Linked DNA regions of Sus scrofa: region 2 is linked to region 1. Evidence: chromatin contacts called from public HiChIP or PLAC-seq data. All regions are on one chromosome and are shown on one strand. The core of a region is the stretch at or near the end of the contact, and the rest is flanking DNA. Distances in the headings are between cores, read along the strand shown.

Evidence for each region. HiChIP or PLAC-seq counts read pairs in DNA pulled down with a chosen protein or histone mark.
Region 2: an H3K27ac HiChIP or PLAC-seq map of skeletal muscle shows a contact between it and region 1, with 4 times the contacts expected there. The contact joins the enhancer-like site here to the promoter of PLCG1 in region 1. A contact is called at or near these places in 2 of 5 promoter capture datasets (fetal skeletal muscle and liver), 7 of 47 Hi-C or Micro-C datasets (embryonic fibroblasts, epiblast stem cells, heart right ventricle and 4 more) and 2 of 2 datasets of contacts at active chromatin or transcription factors (alveolar macrophages and skeletal muscle).

Annotation. Positions count from the first base shown.
Region 1 is chr17:43,808,143-43,812,904 of Sscrofa11.1, forward strand. PLCG1 (1-phosphatidylinositol 4,5-bisphosphate phosphodiesterase gamma-1) reads left to right here and starts at 1,861. Exons shown (of 32, transcript XM_021078388.1): 1 at 1,861-2,162. The coding sequence starts at 1,946. LOC110257392 reads right to left here and starts at 1,947. Exons shown (of 5, transcript XM_021077695.1): 1 at 1,804-1,947; 2 at 1,393-1,661; 3 at 60-191. The coding sequence starts at 1,947.
Region 2 is chr17:43,979,988-43,985,164 of Sscrofa11.1, forward strand. No RefSeq gene overlaps it. Among named protein-coding and RNA genes, the nearest start is that of LPIN3, 11 kb to the right of the region's middle. Within about 2 kb of position 3,539, at least 28 of the 83 cell types and tissues checked have an H3K27ac peak or open chromatin away from gene starts, as enhancers often do. A contact at or near this core is called in alveolar macrophages, liver, retroperitoneal adipose tissue and 2 more, where this site is marked.

The DNA.
Region 1 (4,762 bases), core at 611-3,110:
ATCTTGGTTGCCTGGATCTTTCTCTAGCATCAGCTGGGTGCTCTGCTGGGGCCTCTCACCTCTGAAATGCAGTATGTTGTCCTGCTCTGCCTGGCTCAACATCTGTCAGACAGACTCCACTGTGACCAAAGTTGTCTTTAGCTTGGGCGGTGTCCTGTGACGCGGATGGCACGGGTGAGTCTAGGGAGTGGCTGCAGGAAGACAAAGAGAATTATTCAAATAACCATCAAAACGCCTTGTGGCTGGAGGATGGAGTGAGGGGAGGTGGTAAGAGATGCAGTGAGTGAGACAGAAAGGAGCCAGACCATGCTGGGCCAGGCGGGGAGAGTGGATTTGGTGTACAACGGGAAGCTATGAAGCTATGGACGGTTTGAGGCTGGAGGTAGGAAACCATGATTTAATTTCCTTTTGAAGAGGAGAGCATAAAGAATAGATGAGATGCAGGCAAAACCAAGAAGAGTACATAGTCTGGAAGAGAGAAGATGGGCCTTGCCCTTGTGGGTGGAGTGGAGATATTTGAGTGCAGAGTGAACCAGACTTGATGGGTTGCTGTGAGGTTGGGGCAGAGAGAGGAATCAAGGGTAACTCCAAAGCATCTTAGAGCTTAATGCTATATTCTGAGAGAGTGAAGACAGGAGAATAAGCAATTTGAAGAGGGAGGTGAGATGTCTGTGTTAAGTCGGGACGTGGACTAGGTAGGTGGGTGCAGGGGAGGTACAGCTTTGGCACCAGGGTACCTGGGTTGAGTAGGGGGTGACGCCGTGGTAAGGGTCAGGTCGCCTTCGGAACTGACTCAGGACCCACCCCAGAGGAAGAGAAGCTCCTGAGGCCGAGAGGAAGCTGCCAGAGAAGGAGGAGGAAAACAAGCGGTACGGGGCCAAGAAAACCAAAGCTTCGGAGAGCATCTGCAGGAGAAGCGCGGTAAGGTAGGGCCTGAGCCTGCGTCCTATCACGTGAAGACTGAGCTTGGGGTGGGGAAGGTATTGGCCCAGGCAAGGGACAGAGGCGAAGATCACTGGAGACTTTGGAGGGGGTGCTCCTGCGTAGGGGGGCTATCCCGAATGACTGGGCCCCGCTAGGCCACACTGGCCGAAGGGGCGGGACAAACGCGGGTCAGTCTCGCAAGCCGCCCGCGGTCCCTGCAGCGCTGCCAAAAGGAGGGGCGGGACAGGCTTGCTGTCCATCAGAGCCAGCCGACCAATCTTCAGGCGTCCCAGCCCCCGCCCCTCCCCGAGGGCGCGTAGAGGACCCGCCTCCGCCGCCGCTGCCGCCGCCGCCGCCGCCGCCGCCGCGGGTGTGAGGCGGCCCGGCCTGGCCTGGTTCCCTCTGCTGGGCAGCCTGCCCAGGTATTGGGTTTGGCTGGCGGGCCCCGGGGGCGCTCCGCACCCTCACCTCTCCGCCCGGTCGCTGCGCAGGCGGCGCTCCGGGAGCGGGCTTGAGGAAACTGCCACGGCTGGGCCTGTGCGGGACGGTGGGCTAGGCAGCCGTCTGTGCGTGTGCGACTGACGGCCGAGCCGGAGCGAGGCTGCCGTGCATGACGGGGCCGGCCGTGGCCGCAAGGCTGTGTCCGGGGCCGCGAAAGGAAGCTCTGCGGGACGGAGGGACCGGCTGGTTGACCGCGAGCGGCACGAGCGTCCGCGCTGCCTTTGCTCCCAGTGCCCCTACTCGGGGCCTGTCCGGGGGTCGCGGGGCGCAGGCGCAGCAAGCGGGGGTCCTCCCCACGGGCGCGCGGGCGCCTTTGTTCCCGGCGCGCGGGCCGGGGCGGGGCCTGCAGGGCCGCCCCGCCCCCTACTCAGGCTCCGCCCCGTCTCCGCCCGCAGAAGCCGCCGCCGGGGTCCGCTCGCCGGCCGCCTCCGCCGCCTGCTCGCGCCCGCCCCCGCCGCCTGCTCGCGCTCGCCCGGCCTGCGCCGCCGCCGCCGCCCGTGCCGCCCCCAGCTCCGGAGCCATGGCGGGCGCCGCGTCCCCCTGCGCCAATGGCTGCGGGCCGGGCGCACCCTCGGACGCCGAGGTGTTGCACCTCTGCCGCAGCCTCGAGGTGGGCACCGTCATGACTTTGTTCTACTCCAAGAAGTCGCAGCGGCCCGAACGGAAGACCTTCCAGGTCAAGCTGGAGACGCGGCAGATCACGTGGAGCCGTGGCGCCGACAAGATCGAGGGGGCCAGTAAGTGCGCCCCCCTCCCCGGGGCCCGCCGAGCGCGCGCGCGCGCGCGGGGGCAGCCAGGGTCTGCGCCCAGCTCCCGCGCGCCTCGGCCCGCCGCTGGAGAGGCTTGGGCAAACTTTCGGGCCCTCCCCCACACTCTCCGGGCCCCGCCCCCGCCTCGGCCCGGGTGGTCACCGGGGGCGGGGGGCATCCGGGTCCTCAGTCACCTGACAGGACACCCCCTCCCCCAGCTGGGGGGAGTGTTCCAGGCGCTTTGCCGAGAGGCCTAAAAATCCTAGCCGGTTGGAGACCAGCGGGGCCGGCATCGGGCCCCCCACATCCCGGGAGTGGTGTCGGCCAAGGCAAGGGGAGCCAAGGCAGCGTCCCCCACCCAGGCCCAGAAGCTGGGGCCAGACCAGATGCACCCTTTCTTCAAAAAAAGTGCTCTTGGTGAAACTGTGGGCCTCCCGGCTGGACTCCTATTTACAAAGGAACCGGGGGTTCCATAAGTAGAACTTAGGGAGATGTTGGGGTAGGGCAGGTTTTGGAGCGGAGCCAGGCCTACTCATCTCCCTCTTGGGGAGAGGGAGGAAAGTGGTCCTGTTTGGTTTGGAAAAGCCTGAGAGGAGGCATTGGCTGCTTTTTCCTGCTGCTGCTTTTGTCCTGAAGCTGAATTTTGGAGGTCTGTGTGCGTGGGCAGACACCCAAAGCCGGGGCAGGGAAAGGGGCCAGGCTCCCCTTGCCTTGGAAGCACATTCTCAGGAGCTTGGGCCCCAGAAAGGCAGCTTCTCTGCCGTCTGTCAGGTACTCTTCAAGAGCAGGCAGCCAATTTGTGGTCCAGTTCTTTGTGTCCTACGTCCCAGGTCCCCATGGCTGCAGGGAGCCCAGAGTGGCTACTCTTGATTTCCTGCCTCTTTGCCTTCCCAAGCCTGACCTTGGCTACTTTTGTGAAGGAGAGGTTGGGAGATTTTAAAAAACCCTAGGTCTTTCAAAGTGTTATTCCATGAAACGAGTGCCTGTGCTGTGGCCAGATAGGCACCCAGCTCTGCTCTCCATTCCCCTGCCTCCAAGTGTGAGAGATGATGTGTCTGCAACCCCAGGCTGTGGGTTGCTTCCTGCTAGGAACCACCCCCCCCCAACCCCCCAGGGACCGGTGTTAGAGTCAGGCTCAGAATTAGGTCCATGTGGAGGAAGGGGGTTCAGGAAGTGACACCCCACCAGGGATGGTCTTATAGACCTCCTTGGGTACGGTGTGCATGTGTGTGGATGGCTGAGGAGATTGGGAGGAAGGAAGGTCTTGTGGTGAGGCCACCATCCTCAACCACAAACTCAGATCTAACACAGCGGCTGAACTTCCAGACTTCAGTCCCCATCAGCCCTGTTGGCCATTGGGAGAAAATTATAGTGATTTGAGAGACTGGATTCCAAAGTGGAGGAAGGACAGACACTTCAGAGAGCTGAGATGGTCCTGGAACCATCACCCAGGTATCAGACTTCAGGCACGGCCCTTCTGTGCCTCTGTGGTGCACCCTGGGCTCTCCTGAATTGGTAGCTCGGGCTGGAGGTTCCCAGTGGAGACTCCTGGATGAGAGGCTGCGTTTCAGACGGTGTGTGTGACCAGCAGGCAGTAAGGGGCAGCACAGTGGTTGAAGGCAACCACTGATGTATATGGATTTGAAGCATATATATATTAGTTGTGATCCCCCCACAGTTACTTCTTTGAGCCTTAGTTTCCTCATCTGAGAAGCGGCAGTAGTGATATATCCACTATATATGGTTGCTGTGGGGGTTAAATGAGAATATGTGAAATACTTAGCATAGTGCTCGACTCATCGTAAATGTTTAAAGTGTTAATAATGACAGTAACAGTCTGCGACTGCCGCAGACTGGGAATGGGTGGTGGTTGGTAGAAGAGGGTGAGGGTACAGGAAGGGAGAAGGACGGGGACCCAGTTCACATTTCACTTAGATCACTACCCGGAAAGGGGAGGAAATGGTTTTGTTTTGCCAGGACCCAGCTACCCACCTACCATGTTGAATTGAGTAAGTATGAGATGATTTGCACATCTGACTCCTGGGTGTGACTTTCTTGTTTAAGGTGGGGCCGGCTTAGAAGGAAGGGAAGTGGAGAGGCAAGAGTCTAGTCCAGGTCTTTGGGGTTGGAGGCAGGAGTGCCGAGGACCTGGTGACCTCAGCCCCCAAGGGTGGGTCAGCCAGAGTGGTAGAGATTCAGTGATCTCCTCAGTTAGCTGGGATTGGAGAGACCTGGAGCATGGACAGGGGATGTAGAAGGGGCCCTGGCCCTTTGAGTTTGGAGGTCCAGATTGAGGGAGTCTGGGTGCAAAGGCTAGTGGACGCTCGTGTAGCGTTCAGACCCTTCCTCCCCCTGAAACTGCTCCACTTCTCCCCATTCATGGGTGCATCTTCTTGGTGGGTTCCAATCCCTGCAGCCTCCTCTGCAGGCTCTGAGGATGTTTGGACTGTCAGTGAAGTCTCTCACCACCTGGCCTCTTGCCCATATGCCCCAGGTATCTGGCCTTTTCCTACTAATCCTGCCAAGGTACCACTCAGTGCCTAGAACCTGGCCAAAGAGAGAGACACTTCTGGGACCCTCGGGGTGTC
Region 2 (5,177 bases), core at 2,289-4,788, 170 kb after region 1:
TCAATCCCCAGCCTCACTCAGTGGGTTAAGGATCTGGTGTTGCTATGAGCTGTGGTGATGGTTGCAGACAAGGCTTGGGTCTTGCATTGCTGTGGCTGTGGCGTAGGCCAGTGGCTACAGCTCTGATTTGATCTCTAGCCTGGGAACCTCCATATGCTGCGGGTGTGGTCCTAAAAAGACAGAAAAAAAAAAGACATTGAAAAATCTGGAATTTAGTATTTCACACCAATGGGAGACAAGGCAGAGACAGAGCAAGACCCAAACACACACACCCCCCCAACCCAGGAAGGCCCTATTGAGTCAGGTAGGTACTGGCAACAAGTCCTATCATCTGCATAGGGAACAGGGCACTGGAGAGAGAGGCCAGAGGGAGACAAGCCAGAAGCAAAGGATGGAGACTTGCAGGAAAAGACAAGATCATTAACAATGTGGACACTCTCACCCACTCTTCTTTACTGGAGACCTACTTCATGCCACACCCCATTGGTGGAGACAGATCAAGTGTCTTATCTTCATGGGGTCTGCATTCTCATAGGGGGAAACAGACAAACATCAAATATCAGGAATAAGTCAGTTGTATAGCATGTGGTTAGTGCCACTGGAAAAGATCAGAACAGGGAAAATTGGATGGGAGTGGTCACAGTAGAAAGGTGACAGCTGAGTGGTCCTGAGGCTGGTAAGGGAGTGAGTCATGTGGGGAAAGAGCCTTCTGAGCAGAGGAAAACTCCAGGGCCTGGGGGATTTTGCCTAGTGTGCTTAAAAATCTGAGGGGAGGTGACTGTGGAAGCTGCAGAGTCAGGGGAGGGTGTGTGTGGTGGGAGGGTCCTGAGCAGAGATCTAACCAGAACTGACACCCTGCTGGAGGATGGCTTTGATGTCCTGGAGAGTACAGCACAAGTGGAGTGCAAAATGAAAGTACAGCACAAGTGGAGTGCAAAATAAAAGTGCAATTTTGTAGAAGTTCATAAATGTAGAATTTATGAAGTCAATGAGTGATGCTGAGGACAGGTAGAATCACACAAAGTATTAGAAGATGAGGGCCTATCACTGCTAGAAAGGGACAGTGAAAGGGCAAGGATTTCAGATGAATGATTTAAGTCAGGCTTAAGAGAAGGCTTTGGGAAAACCAAAGGAGCCCAGAAACTCTTTTGCAGAGTTGTGCTTTTTCAGAAAATGCAATGCTCCAGGAAGGATCTCATACCATGCAATCTATACCCTGCTCCCAAATGATTTACTCTTTAGTCATACTCCAAATTAGGATAGAGTGGCATACACAACCAAAATTTTATTAAGTATAAAATAATAACATTTTATTCACTTACTTGAGTATACATTATTAATTGGTTTCTTTTTCTTCATATGTGACAATAATTCCCACTTCACTAGGTTGAGTCAAGATTAAGTATGAGCATCCACTCACTAACACATGAAACTACTTCTTATGGGTCTTGTTCTAAGTGCCAGGTGCCAAGTGTGGCTCTGGGGTGTAGTGATGAAGACATAGCATTCCTCAAATGGTATATATAAAGTGTCACATAAAAGAGTAAAATGAAAAAGCACATGACATTAGGAGAGACTAAGTAAGGGAAATTTAATCTAGCCAGAAGGTGTATAAGTTAGCTATTGCTGTGTAACAAACGACTACCAACCTAGGGCTTTAAACAACACACACTGATTATCTCAGTTTCTGTGAATCAGGTGTCTGAGCGTGGCTTAGTTTGGGTCTTTGCCTTAGGGACCCACGAGGCTGTAATCAAGGTGACAGCTGGACTGCATTCTCATCTGGAGGCTCAAGTCGGGAGGAATCACTCCCAAGCCCCCCTCAGGCTGTTAGCAGGATTCATTTCCTTGTGGCTGTGGGACTGAGGACCCCGGCTTCTTGCTGATTATTAGCTTCTAGAAGCCACCCAGAGCTCCTTGCCATGTTTGCTTCCTCAACATGGCTGTTGACTTTATCAAGTCAGCAGGGAGAGTCTCCAGAGCTAGTCTTCTAGCAAGAGCAAGACTTTTTTTTTTTTTTGCTTTTTAGGGCTGCACCTGTGGCATATAGAAGTCAACCCAGACTAGGGGTTGAATCAGAGCTACAGCTGTTGGCCTACACCACAGCCACAGCAAGGATCCAATCTGAGCTGTATCTTCAACCTACACCACAGCTCATGGCAATGCCGGATCCTTAACCCACTGAGCGAGGCCAGGGATCAAACCTGCATCCTCATGGATACTAGTCGGGGTCATTAATACTGAGCCACAACGGGAATTTCCTAGCAAGACTTTGGTATGATGCAACGTACCACGGGAGGTGACATCCCATCACCTTTGCCATATTCTATTGGTTAAAAGCACGTCACACATCCCACTCACACAAAGGCATGAAAACTAGGAGGCAGGGATACAAGGGGTTACCTTAGAGTCTGTCTGCCACTAAAGGTTTCCCCGAGGAAGGAACAATGGAGCTGGAATCCAACAAAGGAACTAACCATATGGATGGGGGAGGAAGCACTGACCAGGTTGAGAGAACAAGCGGGCAGGACGCGCATACAGCATTTACAAAGGATCAAGCATGGTGACTAGCAATACTGTATCACTCTTCTGCTCAACAACCATCAGTGGCTCCTCAAGACCCACAACTTTGCCCTATATTCGAAGCCAGATAGGCCATGTCCTTGCACTCACTGTCTCTCTCCAGTGTCCTCTCCAGTGGTGGCTTCACTCATCACTTCCACCCACGTAGACTGCCCCTGGCCCTCCTGTATATACTCCATCTATAGATAAGTCAAGGCCCAGCATCAAATGATCTCTAAACAATATTTTTGAACATCTATGATCATTCTATTTATGATATATACTCCATCTATAGATAAGTCAAGGCCCAGCATCAAATGATCTCTAAACAGTATTTTTGAACATCTATTATCATTCTATTTGTGAACAACATTTAAATATTTTGAACATCCATGCTAGAGCTTCCTGGAATTGCAAAGCCTGAGATATGATTTCTGGATGCTAGGTAGAGGGGGTAGGGCTGGAATGAAGATCTAAATAAAAAGAGGAAGAACAGGAGGTCCCCTGCTCAAGGTTCAGCCCATGGGACAGTTGGTAAGTCTTGCAGGGATCTTAGAACACAGAGAAAGCTCGATTTCATAGAGTGGTTCATGATCTGTCAGTATTCTTAGGCTAGAAACTGCAAATAGATTCCAAAGGGGCTCAGTCAAACTGACGTTTTTCTGGGAAGGACAGTTGGAGCCAGAAGCTGCCTGGCCGCAGCCCACACTGCTAGATAACCTGGCCAGGCCAAGTCAGTCCTTGTCTGGCACCAACAGCTTGGTTGGCAGAAGTAGGGGACAGCACCGGAAGTTCTCCTGCCCTTCAGCCTAGGGATCCCTGACCACGTTCAGAGCCTGTCCCTTAAAGGCTGGAAGAGGCCCCAGCAGCACTGCAGCCTTAGCCACATCACCAGGGGAAAAGAACAAGGAAGAGAAAAGCGACCCACGTCAGTGGCCCAAGGCCTGTTCCTCCAGCCGACAGCTGGGAGGGGGGAGCTGGGCTGGGGGCGGGGCCGGCGGTGGAGGGCGGGACCACCGGGGGCCGGGCCGGTAGTGGTGGGCGGGGTCGGAGGGGCTGTTTCGCCAGCCCCACCTCCTAGGCTAGAAAGGAGCTGGCCTTGGAAGCTGCAAGCCGGGCCTTGGAACCACCACCTGCCCAAAGCTCTGATTGGGGGTTGAGTCTCTGCAGCTGCCTTGGAGGGCAGAGGCAGCCTGGATCTAGGGGCAAAAGAAGGCCTGACACCCCCGGGTTTCTTCTCCGCCCTGCCCACCACAATCTTCCTTAGTACCTGCTCTACACGGAAGCCAGAGGCTTTTTCTCATGGCCCACTAAAGCTTCTAACTTTGCTTTGAGGGCAGAATACCCTCCCCCCTCCACACACACAATCTGATTCCTCCCCTGCTCCCTACTCACCTTGTCTCATCTTCCATCATCAAGACAGAACCACCCCCAGGTAGCTCCGCATGGCCTTTCTACAAACTAGTCCTTACACTTGGAACACTGTTCCCACCCTTCTTCATCTAATTCCAACCTATTTTTCAGGCTTAGATAGAGATCTACTCTGGAAAGCATTCCTTGACCCTCCCATCCTGCTGTGGGCTTGTGGGCTCGGCCCCCCCAGTCCAGTCATCTTACATCACAATTGCCTGACTGCCTGTCTGTTCTTCTCCTTCCTCCCTCTTCTTCCTCCCCTTCCCCCTCCCCCCACCTAGACTACGGGGTTGCTGCAGTATCTCCAGAGCCTGGCCCAGGCATGGTACTCAGAATGATCACAGGCGTCCTGTCCGGTGGTCCTCTACCATTTCCTATACCTCTACCTGGACGGCAGGCTTCTGCAGTTAGTTCATCTCTTAGAGCAGCAGGTCACAAACTAGAGCAAGCATCAGAGACACTTCAGTGCCACAAAAGGGAGCTTATTAAAATACAGACTGCTGGGCTCCATCTCCAGAGTTTCTGATTCAGTAGGTCTAGAGCGGGGCCTGAAAATATGCATTTCTAAAAAGTTCCCAGGTGATGTTGCAGCTGCTGGCCCAGGGACCACACTTGAAGAATCATGACTTATAACCCGTGGACTAAGAGAAAATACTTGCAAATGATGCAGAGCTTGATTTCCAAAATATACAAAGAGCACATATAACTCAACAACAAAAAACCAAACAACTCAATCAAAAAACAGGCAGAAGGTCTAAACAGACACATCTCTAAAGATGATATACAGATGGCCAACAGGCACATGAAAAGATATTCAACACCACTAATTATTAGAGAAATGCAAACCAGAACTACAATGATTTACCACCTCACACCGGTTAGAATGGCCATCATCAAAAAGACTACAAATAACAAATGCTGGAGAAGGTGTGGTGAAAAGGGAACCCTCCTACACTGTTGGTAGCAATGTAAATTGGTACAGCCACTCTGGAAAATAGTATAGACATTGCTCAAAAAACTAAAAATAGGGAGTTTCCTTGTGGCACAGTAGATTAAGGATCCAGCATTATCTCTGCAGGGGCTCAGGTCACAGCTACAGCACAGATTCAATCCCTGGCCAGGGATCTTCCACATGCCACAGGTGTGGACCAAAAATCCCCCAAAACTAAAAACAGAATTACTATATTATCCAGCAATCCCAC